Linked DNA regions of Mus musculus: region 1 is linked to region 2. Evidence: chromatin contacts called from public Hi-C data. All regions are on one chromosome and are shown on one strand. The core of a region is the stretch at or near the end of the contact, and the rest is flanking DNA. Distances in the headings are between cores, read along the strand shown. Region 1 overlaps Apool (apolipoprotein O-like). Region 2 overlaps Hdx (highly divergent homeobox).

Region 1 (5,197 bases), core at 748-3,247, 670 kb before region 2:
TGTGTACTTAGAATAGCCAGAAAGATATAATTTATATGAAAGGTGATCTAGATTATATACAGGTATAAATATAGATATCAGGTATATTATAGAAAGTCCACTCACACAAAAGAAACCTAGGTGTGGTAAATAAGTAAAATTATTAATTTAAACGTTTGCCCATTATAAAGGTGTTGGTGATAGTGATGGTGATGGTGGTTTTAAAGGGAATCATGGAACTGGAAATATAGCTCAGCAGTTAGAAGCAGTAGCTGCTTTTCCAGGGCATCCAAGTTCAATTCCCAGCAGTCACACAGAAGCTTACAACCCCTCTCCTTCCTGTTCTGACCCTCACAAATGACAATGAAATAAGTCAAATTTATGACATCAAAGAGTTTGGAAAGTCCCAGGGATATTTAGGTTTGACCTGGCTGTCTGCTCAATATACTCCCCAATTTCCAATTTTATGAAACACTGGTTTTAGTTTTGTGAGGTAGGGGATGGAAGTTAGGTTTCTTCATGAGCTCTGTCACAGAGGGATATACCCAGCACTTATTTAAGGGTCTAATCACGTGGGCCAGGGTAGGTTAGGAATCAGGATCTTCCTGTCTCTGCCTTCCAGATCAGCTCATTAAATAGTCTAGTTCTGTCCACCAGCCACACTAAACTTTCTTGATTATAGTCACATATACCAGTATATTTTAGACTAACCGTTTAAAAACGTCTTGATTTGTAACCTACTGTAAGCAAAACTTTATGTCCACAGTTTCTTAGGAAAGGAGTCAGAATGATTTAAAATTATTTATCTTCTAAGGCATGGATATTCAAGAACAACTGAAAGAATATAATAATAGAATTGCAACTCTATTGTGAAAATTTGAAAAACTAGCAAATAGGATATCATTGTATACCTTATGGGCAAAACATTACCACTATGCATTAGAGGCTTTGGACTTAAATACCATTTATTATATTCAATGTGTTTGTATCTAGTTAGAAATTGTGGGGGCTGGAGAGATGGCTCAGTGGTTAGAAGCACTGACTGCTCTTCCAGAGGTCCTGAGTTCAATTTTCAGCAATCACATGGTAGTTCACAACTATCTATCTCTTCTGAATAATTCTGTAATTGTGCTCTGAAGAGGCCTAAAAATCTGTATTTCATGGCAAGAAACAACAAAAGTGGATAGTGAAGCCTCCTGCAGTGGATGTGCTAGTATATTGTAGTCACAGGGGCTTGGGAGACATTTCAAAAATCCCTGGAGGAGGGAGAGTCCCTGGAGTTAATTTCTGGGTAGGAAAGAGCAGGCATGGAACCCCACGAGGGGATGTGGAATCCTGCTGCATGCAGTCCTGGTTATTTTCGCTGCTGGCAAGCTGTCTGCTCTGTGTGTGTCACTTTCAAGAGCTGCTGTCCACTCTGTTTTCTGTTTCTTATTAGGAGGTGATTTTGACTTAAATGGACTGACAACGTTGGGTCTACAGGACCTGCCCTCTTGGCTTAAACTTTTTCTCCCTCGACAACAGGCATGAGTTTTTGCCTTGGCTAGCAAAATGTCCAAGGGTACAAAGGAGGAGACACCAGATCACCTCTCTCCTGCACTATCCCTCTCCTGGTCCTCCAAGAAGAAGCAGAAGATGTTATTTTTCCACCCCCATATTATCCAACCCCTCAAGTGGAATAGCAATGGCCCCAAGCAGCCCTGCCTTCTGAGTCTGTCATCTTGCCCTAGTGTGCAACAAGGGCCTGTTGTTGATCAAGGAAACCAACCTCATCACTATTGGCCCTTTGCCACTAGTGACCTTTTTTTAACTGGAGAACACAGAACTCCCTCCTTTTCAGACAACCCTTGAGATTTAATTAATCTCTTAGAGACAGTCCTTTTCACCCACCAGCCCACTTGAGATGATTGCAAAGAGCTCTTGCAGGTTTTCTTCACCACAGACAAAGGCCAGAAAACTGGTTCCTGGCCCCACAGGGGAATCCACTCAGATTAGGACTTCAACAATGCTAAAGGTAAGTAAGGGGAGGCTAAGTCCTACCCGCCAGGCTCCCATTGGCAGCTCTCAAAGCGGCTGAGACAGCCACTAATTTGCCCAAAGGTAAGCAAAAACAGTAGTAGCTCTAGCCTTTATTAACCAGGCAACACCAGATATCAGGAAACTCCAAAGGGTTCAAAGACTAAGAAAAAAGTTTAAAAGATAATGGCAGAAAAAAAGTGTTTAATAAAGATAGAAAAATAGGGGACAAAAGACAAATAAAAGAGCAGAACAAACAGCCTCTCAATCTGGCAAAGATTCTGTTGGCAGCCATGGCCAAACTAGAGGACTGTGGGAGACAGTGTGAAACAAATGGCTTCTAGAAACCAATGTGCTTACCCAGGCCCTGGCACAGGGCCAGTGGCCTACCTATGTAAAAAAGACATCTAAAACAAATGCCTTCTACAAAAAAAAAAAAAAAGGTAAGTGGGTCCCTAAGGACTGAGAACAGCCCCTCTTAGAAAAGAACTAATGTGCTTATTGTAAAGAGGAGGACCACTGGGCCAGGGAACATCCCCAAACAAAAAGCCTATTCAAACTATGACCTTAAAAGTTGCCCAGAGTAACCCTAAAAAGAAAAGAGAAACCCACCAGCTTCCTTGTTGATAACAGAGCTTAACATTCTGTCTTGCTAAATCCTAAAAGATAAAGTCTCTTCAATAGTTTATAAATGACGTCCTAGTGAGAGCAGAAACCAAAAAAAAAAAAAAAAAAAAAGAATGTCTAAAAGATCCATGACCTCTTGGAGGCCCTGGGAAATTTAGACTATCAAGCCTCCGCTAAGAAGGCCCTACTCTGCGAACCACAGGTGACCTACCTAGGTCCAGGAGATACATAAGGTCAGAGGTGGCTCTCTGAGGTCAAAAAATATTTTTTTCTATACCAGCTTTGAGGTTGCCAGAAGTGACTAAGCCCTTCCATCTCTTCATGGATAAGAGATCTGAGACAGCAAAAGGAGTATTGACTCAGACTCTGGGCCCTGGTGCCAGCCAGTGGCCTACCTGTCAAAGAAATTAGACCCAGGTGCCAGAAGCTGGACCCTCTGTTTACACATCATCACAGTGACGGCCTCCTGACTAAGGATGCTGACGAACTGTCACTGGGCCAAAGCCTGACCATCAACAATGCCAGAATGACTCATTACCCAGGATAACCTTTCAGGCCCCTACTGCCCTGAGCCTAGCTATCCTGCTGCCTGACCCAGACCTCAACGGGCCTCTGCATGACTGCTCAGACATTTCTGGCCCACATTCATGTGACCAGACCAGATCTTCAGATAGTTTCATTCAGGATTGACAGAGATATCCTGGAGCAGCAGTGGTCTCAAGCACCAATATCATATGGGCAGAGCCCAGAAAGCTCAACTGGTAGCTCTAATCAAGGCGTTAGAGCTGAGAAAAGACAAGACACACAAGTAGCCAAGTGTGCCTTTGCTACAGCTCATGTTCATGGGGCTATTTATAGGGAGAGATGCCTTCTAACAGCAGAAGAAAAGACTATCAAAAATAAAGAGGGAATCCTCTCCCTACTAAGGGCTCTATGGGGGTCTAAAAAGCTGGCCAATTCATTGCTCGAGACACCAGAGAGGGAAGGACCTAGTTTCAGAGGGCAACAATAGGGCAGATCATGCTGCCCTAGAAGTCGGACCTCTCTTGCCTTTGACTTCCCTGGATCTAGGGATCCCACACTTCCTGACCACCCTAAGTATTCAAAAGATGACATAATCTGGGCTAGTAATTAGCCCATGTTCTGTTATGACAGATGGTAGAGAATAGCAGATTACAAGCCTATTGTGCCAGAAGAAACAGGACTACACATACTTCAAAAGAGTTGCTGCTCTTCCCACATGGGTGTTCAGAGAATATAGAATTTGCTAATTTCAGGATTAGAATCTCAAAGATAGCTGAGATTGTCAAGAACTGTAAAGCCTGCCGGATAACTAATGTGGTGACTAAGGAGAAGAACCCCAGTAATAGGTTCAGAGGCACAAAGCCCAGAGTCTATTGAAAGACAGACTTCACAGAGGTAAAACCAGAAATTTTAGATACAACTATTTACTGATGCTTATAGATACCTTTTCAGGTTGGACTGAGCCTTTTCCCAACAAACATGAAAATAAATCCACAGTGACAAAAAAGCTCTTAGAAGACAAACTGCCAAGGTAGGGACTTCCTCAGATGATAGGGTCAGGCAACGGACCAGCTTTTGTGTCTCTGATAAGTCAAGGACTAGCTAATATTCTGGGGATTGACTGGAAACGTTATTGTGCATACAAACCCCAGAGTTCAGGACAGGTAGATAGAATAAACAAAACCCTAAAAAGAGACCTTAACTAAATTGACCTAAGAGACTGACAAAGACTGAGCTAACTCTCCTACCCTTCACTCTGTATCAGGTATGAAATTCCCCTTTACCACTTTTCAAATCATGTTTGAGATATCCGCCCCCCACCCCACCTCTGTTCTTAACATACAGGCAGAAGTCATCACTGAGTTTGGGGTCTCCAATTGCTGAATGATCTTGAAGGTTTCCAATCGGTTCATAAATATGTTTGGCCTAAACTTCATATTCTCTATAAAACAGGTCCCCCTCCAGCCAGGGATCATTAGAGCCTCATTTTAAAGGTCCCTCCCATCACCCTAAAGGTCCACAGGATTGCAACATGGAATCATAGACCTATTTGCAGTTGAAGATGACCCAGACCAGCAGGAGGAAACTTAACCTCAGGACTCCCCCCTGTCTCCCCACTGATGGGGCCCTAGCCAAACCTCAGGGACACCACGAGGACTGGACAATGACAACCCTGATCCCCTCTAAAATATGACGGTCCAGTCCTTTCTGGTCACAAATACATCCAGGCCTGAGTTAACTGACCCATAAAGACATAGCCCTATTATTGTTTTCATAAGATTAGATAAATTTCAGGAAATCCCTTGATTGGCCCTTCTAGTTACCAGAAAAAGGGAGGAATGAGAGGCCAACCCTACTCCATCTAGGGACCAGCCTCCATCTTAAACAACAACAACAATAACAACAACAGCCTGAGAACTTGACTTACAGCGGAACCCAAGCTGTACCCAAGAACCAGGAAGAACCCTACAGCTTGTCCTTGGCCCATAACCCAGAGGTACTCCCTAACTACCACCATGGGATGATCACCAAAAACAACAGCAGCAGTGGA
Region 2 (5,226 bases), core at 1,848-4,347:
TCATCAGGAAAGGAATATTTTAAGGAAGGTATATTCACATAATGAAATAAACCTCTGAAAGAAAAGAGCAAACTATTGAAAACACAAATTAGTCTGACATACAGTATGCCGAATGAAAAGAGCAAAGCTCAGAAGACCGTGCAGTCCGATGTCATATATTTCGAATTCTTAGTGGGTGACACAAACTGGGGTTGCTGAAGGCATTGATTACAAAGAGGTAGTGTAAAAAAAGTGTAAAAAAATATTTGGGAGGGCTTGAAATATTTTATATTTTGACTGCCACCATAGATTTATGACCATATACATTTGCCTTACTATAACAATACTTTCTAAAGAATGAGTTTTGCTGTATGAAATTTAAAACTGAATAACAGTAATGGGTAAAGAGGACAATGCTAATACAGACATATTTGTTGAAGATGTATGTGGCTTTTATTAGTCCTGACTCCATTTTGTAAACAAAACACCAATGGCTGACCTAAAACTCAAAATTTGAATACTAAAAATGTTTTATATCTGAATTAGAGATAGATTTGTCTGGTCATCTCATTTATAAAAGTTTCAAAGAGTGAATAGTTTTTAATGAATTTTCAGATAAGTTAAGCAGCGAAAACATTATTTAAACATTGGACTTTAAAGTGTGAGTTAAATATGGCATCAAATATGTAAAAGCAGTATGATATCAGGATTTATTTGGAATATTTCCACCTGAATACACAGTCTTGGGTATTAGGAATATCTAAGGAGGCAGTCATTTTTAGAAGATGTATGCCTAAAGCAACAAATTTTAAATATTTAGTCATTGCTTTGGTGGTTTGGATATTATATACTGAGCATAATTTATCTTTTCTCATTAGCTTGGGGTCCTTATTAAAACACTGAATCTTGAAGCTAAAAAGAACATGAGAAATTTGATTCTTGAAATTAATAATTTAAGGACTTATTTATATTAACAATACAAATTATGTTGTTGAGAATTTGAGAAAAGTGAACTCAAATTTCTGTGTTGTAGGAACTGAGATTAATTAGTAGGCAAGTCAAATTGTGCAGCCCAGCATTTTACAGGCCAGGAAGAGTATGCTCAAGGAAATTAGGTGACTTGCTGAATAGTAAGCAGATCAGCTTAAGTAGCATACAGGCTGTCTTATTCCAATGATCTGGTGTGTGTTGGGTGGATGAGGCGATGCATAGAATATGAAACTAGAGAATCTTGAGGCAAGGCTAAATGGTCTGTGATTTCAATAATTAGTTACTCAATTCAGAACTTCTTTCCATGCAAATCCAATGACTGATTCCATGGAACCAATGGCATGCCATTTTGTTTTTTACATAGATTATTTTAAAAGAGATATTTCTGATTATTGCTTTGTAAGTAATTACCAATTTTGGCTGTGTGTTCATTTAATATAGACAAACATAGCTATGATGGGTAAAAATAATGGCATCTTATTCAGATGAGTTATTTAGTAGCTTAAAAGGAAAACAGCTCCTTTCAGCAAAGTATCTTTTTGCTGTTAGTGCCGAATTTAAGGGTAAGACTTTAAAAGTCCTTATCATTTCTACAGATGTGTTTGGTGTTCAGTCACTTGCATTTGTATATTAGTTATCAGTGGAGAAGTCCAGCTGTTCTTTATAATGTAAGTGTAGTGATTGTAGCCAGCCAATAGGAAGATAGTTTATCCTATATTTCTAGGGAGGTATGCTCACACTTGGGTATCAACTGCATCCTGCAGTGTAGGATTTTACTGTTGATGCAGCTGTATAGGAAAGGATCAGAGTGATTTTCCTAATTATGCATTCATAATTTGACTTTGCCACCCTCAGAATCCATTCCAGGATACCTTGCTTCTAAATTGGATGTGGTATTTCAGGTATTTGACTTCCATCTATCTTCTGCATCTTCTTCTGATTGTGGTTGAACCATTTAGGGTAAACTCTGAGAGTTGGAACCCATAATAGTACAAATTGATTTGATGGATACTGTCCCTACCTACTGTTGCAATCATCCTTGAGTGCTTGGTCAAGTTGACATTCACATTACTGAGCATCCTCGGTACTCTCCTTCAGAAAGTTAATGGAGGTCTTTATTTCTGGATGTTCCTGAAAGAAACTCTACATTCATTTCTCCTGTGGCCTCTCCTACAGTTAATTTCCTTTAATCATATCTCTTAGCAGTTAGAGAAGGGTTTGTGTGAGCAATGAGCAAAGTTTAAAAAATAAAAAAAATCAAACCCAATAACATACTGTAGAATATGGTTAGACTTTATGATTCATTAATTTTTATTGGGTGGATTTAATATTATAAGTATTGAGAGCAGGGGGAAATAAGTTGTATTTCCATATTAAACCTTGACTGTTTCAATATACTGTATACTAGGGAAAATGTTTAATTTGACTGATGGTATTTTTGTTGTGGCAGTTTTCTAATTTTGAGGAATGACTTCCTCAAGAAATTCTATGTGCCAAATTTTTAACAGAAATCCGAAATTCCCTTAATCAAATTACAAATGCTCTTTTTTAAAAATGCACTACTATAATTCATCCTTTAAAGATAGTTTTTGACCTGACATTTTCTTAGGCAATACACAAAATTCTTAGCCCTTTTTAGTAAACATCTTGTCCATTATCAGGGAAAGTAAATTTACATTGTCTACTGTTGATGGTGTCAATTTAATTTAAAAAGACAGCGTTTCCACGTGGCTTTAGTAAGTTATACTCAGTTTGAATTTCCATTTAGCTACTATAGTTATTAAAATAATTATTTTGGATAGCATTACATACAGCAACAGCACTTTCATGGTTATTAATCCCTTCTTTTTGTTTCTGATCCTTAATGAAATGTTTTGTTGAGCCGAGGGTGTTTGTGAACCCTTGTAATTGTAGCATTTGGTAGAGGCAGGAAAATAAGGATTGGAGGCCAGCCTGTACTAGAGCAAAATCAAAACAAACAAAAATTTAAAAAGACAGGTTTTTAAATATATGATAAAAAATTCTTTTTAACTCAGAATGAGGGGGGGGGAAGAGTCCCCTTTGTTTCTGAGCACAGCTTCTGACTGTTAAGACATATGCCAGATGCTTTTCTTGACATAGAACAGTGAGTGTCCCTGTTGATAATTGACTGCGTATGGCTAACACCATCTCTGGCTTTACTAGCCATAAATATTTATTTCCGTGAAAACCGTTTTTCCCCATGTACTGACACTAACCAGATAAGAGCTTGACTCTTTTCTCTTTTTTGTTTTCTATGTTACTTTACTGTCTTTGAAATTTGTGCTTTTCCAAGCAAATTAAATATTTGTATATATTTTTCAAGGGGAAGCTGTCTCCCTTTATCACACAAATTACTGCCCATTACTGAGGATTAATTAATTTACATAAATTGTGCACTTAGAAACACTGAAATTGTATCAAAAAACAAGTGTTCAAAATCTACACCTACCACATTTTTATTCCAATTTTCAGAGTATCTTCTTTTATTTTTAGATGAATCTACGTTCTGTATTTACTGTAGAGCAACAAAGGATTTTACAGCGTTATTATGAAAATGGAATGACAAATCAAAGTAAAAATTGCTTTCAGCTCATATTACAGTGTGCACAGGAGACTAAGCTGGACTTCAGTGTAGTCAGGGTAAGTATTGAGGTCTTGCACTTGAATTTATAGCTTTTTATTACAAATGATATTTGCTTACTATAAGAAAAAACTATTCAGGGTATGAAGTCCTAACTTTATACACAGCTTCATTTCCCTGATGTAAAAATACTATTTTGATAAAAAGAAAAACCCACCTAGTATCTATTTATTTTTATAAATACCTTGAAAACACTAAAACCCTTGCAGTATGAACATATCTCTTACATAGATCTTTGAACTAATAAATATCAATAACATGATTAGTGAAACAGAGATTTTTCTGAAGCAATTACAATTACCTATCTTTTTTGTTGTTATATTTAGAACTTTTCCTCACACATTTAAGATTTGAGAGTTTCTCTTTTCAGGAAAGTACAATTGGTTTTACGGATATATTTTCTTTCTAAGTAAAATGTATATATTTAATGGTTAGCAAGTATGATACAGGGAATCCCAAAGGAAGAAATTATTGCAACCATTCTTATTCTGTGTAAATAAAATCAAAGCTACTCCACATTCCTGAACAGCAATGAGATAATAGAGAGGAGGCAAGTGATAAATCTAGCAGAACTAGTGACTGATTTTATTGGATGCATCGGTCTTTTCATGTTTATTTAAACATTCTGCAAATCCTTTTGGTGTGGAACCCTACTGATTCAAAGATTAACAACTTTCCTGTCCATGACATTCACTAGACTAATTTTGAGAAAAGAGGGATATATGTTTTTTCAAGTTTATTTTGCTGTACAATTGTACCTTCAAAGACACTCGAGACGATCTTTAGATAGAGAGGTTTCAAAATTATTTCTTAAGAACTTAAGAATTTATTCACTTTCAAATATGAGATAATGCCATGAATTATAGGGTAAGTATTGTCTAAGATCAACTATCAGATTCACATTTCTATAAAAACTACAACTATCTCCTTTTGGTAGCTCTAACTGCACCATTTAAATTAAAAATAATAAAATATTTCAAGTTGAGGAGATTGTACTGTATACAAATAAACTCTTTTCCAACTGCTAATTCCTTGGACTTCCCCCCCTTTGTCTCATCATTACTTTGAAGTAAATCATCTTCCCAGGCAGCTGAAATGTGGACCATCTTTTATATTTCAAATTTATTATTAAATTCTTCCCCTTATAACTACTACTATTATATTTGAATATGGAAATATATTTCTACTTCTCATGGAGTGAAAATCTAAAGCAATGATAGTAATAGGTTTCAATTCTTAGAATGTAGTATTGTGACTATAATATTGTATAGATATAAGGACTTGTGTAAAGCAATCAATTTTCTTCATTCCAGGAAATTATCAGTCGTACACAAACTCAGTATTTCAACTCTACATCCCAACATAATATTCATTCTTTTTCCACTCAGACAAAGGCTCAGCATAGCAGGTTGTACGTTTTTAAATCTACAATCTCCCCCGTATTTTGCTATTTATGCATCCCACTTGAGAGAGATCTTTATCATTTTTATTATGTTACTGGTTTTTTTCTGAAGAATTTTAAGTATTATATTATTTACTCTGTATATAAAGTGAGCTTAAAAGGCTGACTAAAACCTCCAAGTAAAAAGAATCAC

Evidence for each region. Hi-C and Micro-C count contacts between places; a contact is called where the count stands out from the background.
Region 1: a contact with region 2 is called in a Hi-C map of the N1E-115 cell line, with 10 times the contacts expected there. The contact joins two enhancer-like sites. A contact is called at or near these places in 5 of 484 Hi-C or Micro-C datasets (the G1E-ER4 cell line, the N1E-115 cell line, embryonic stem cells and 1 more).

What each region holds. Positions count from the first base shown.
Region 1 is chrX:112,337,616-112,342,812 of GRCm38.p6, reverse strand. The region is part of intron 2 of Apool (apolipoprotein O-like); the gene reads right to left. Among named protein-coding and RNA genes, the nearest start is that of Apool, 29 kb to the right of the region's middle. Within about 2 kb of position 1,997, at least 6 of the 459 cell types and tissues checked have an H3K27ac peak or open chromatin away from gene starts, as enhancers often do. A contact at or near this core is called in the N1E-115 cell line, where this site is marked.
Region 2 is chrX:111,669,747-111,674,972 of GRCm38.p6, reverse strand. It overlaps Hdx (highly divergent homeobox), which reads left to right. Exons shown (of 10, transcript NM_001080549.2): 2 at 3,484-3,630. The coding sequence starts at 3,484. Among named protein-coding and RNA genes, the nearest start is that of Hdx, 25 kb to the left of the region's middle. Within about 2 kb of position 3,097, at least 2 of the 459 cell types and tissues checked have an H3K27ac peak or open chromatin away from gene starts, as enhancers often do. A contact at or near this core is called in the N1E-115 cell line, where this site is marked.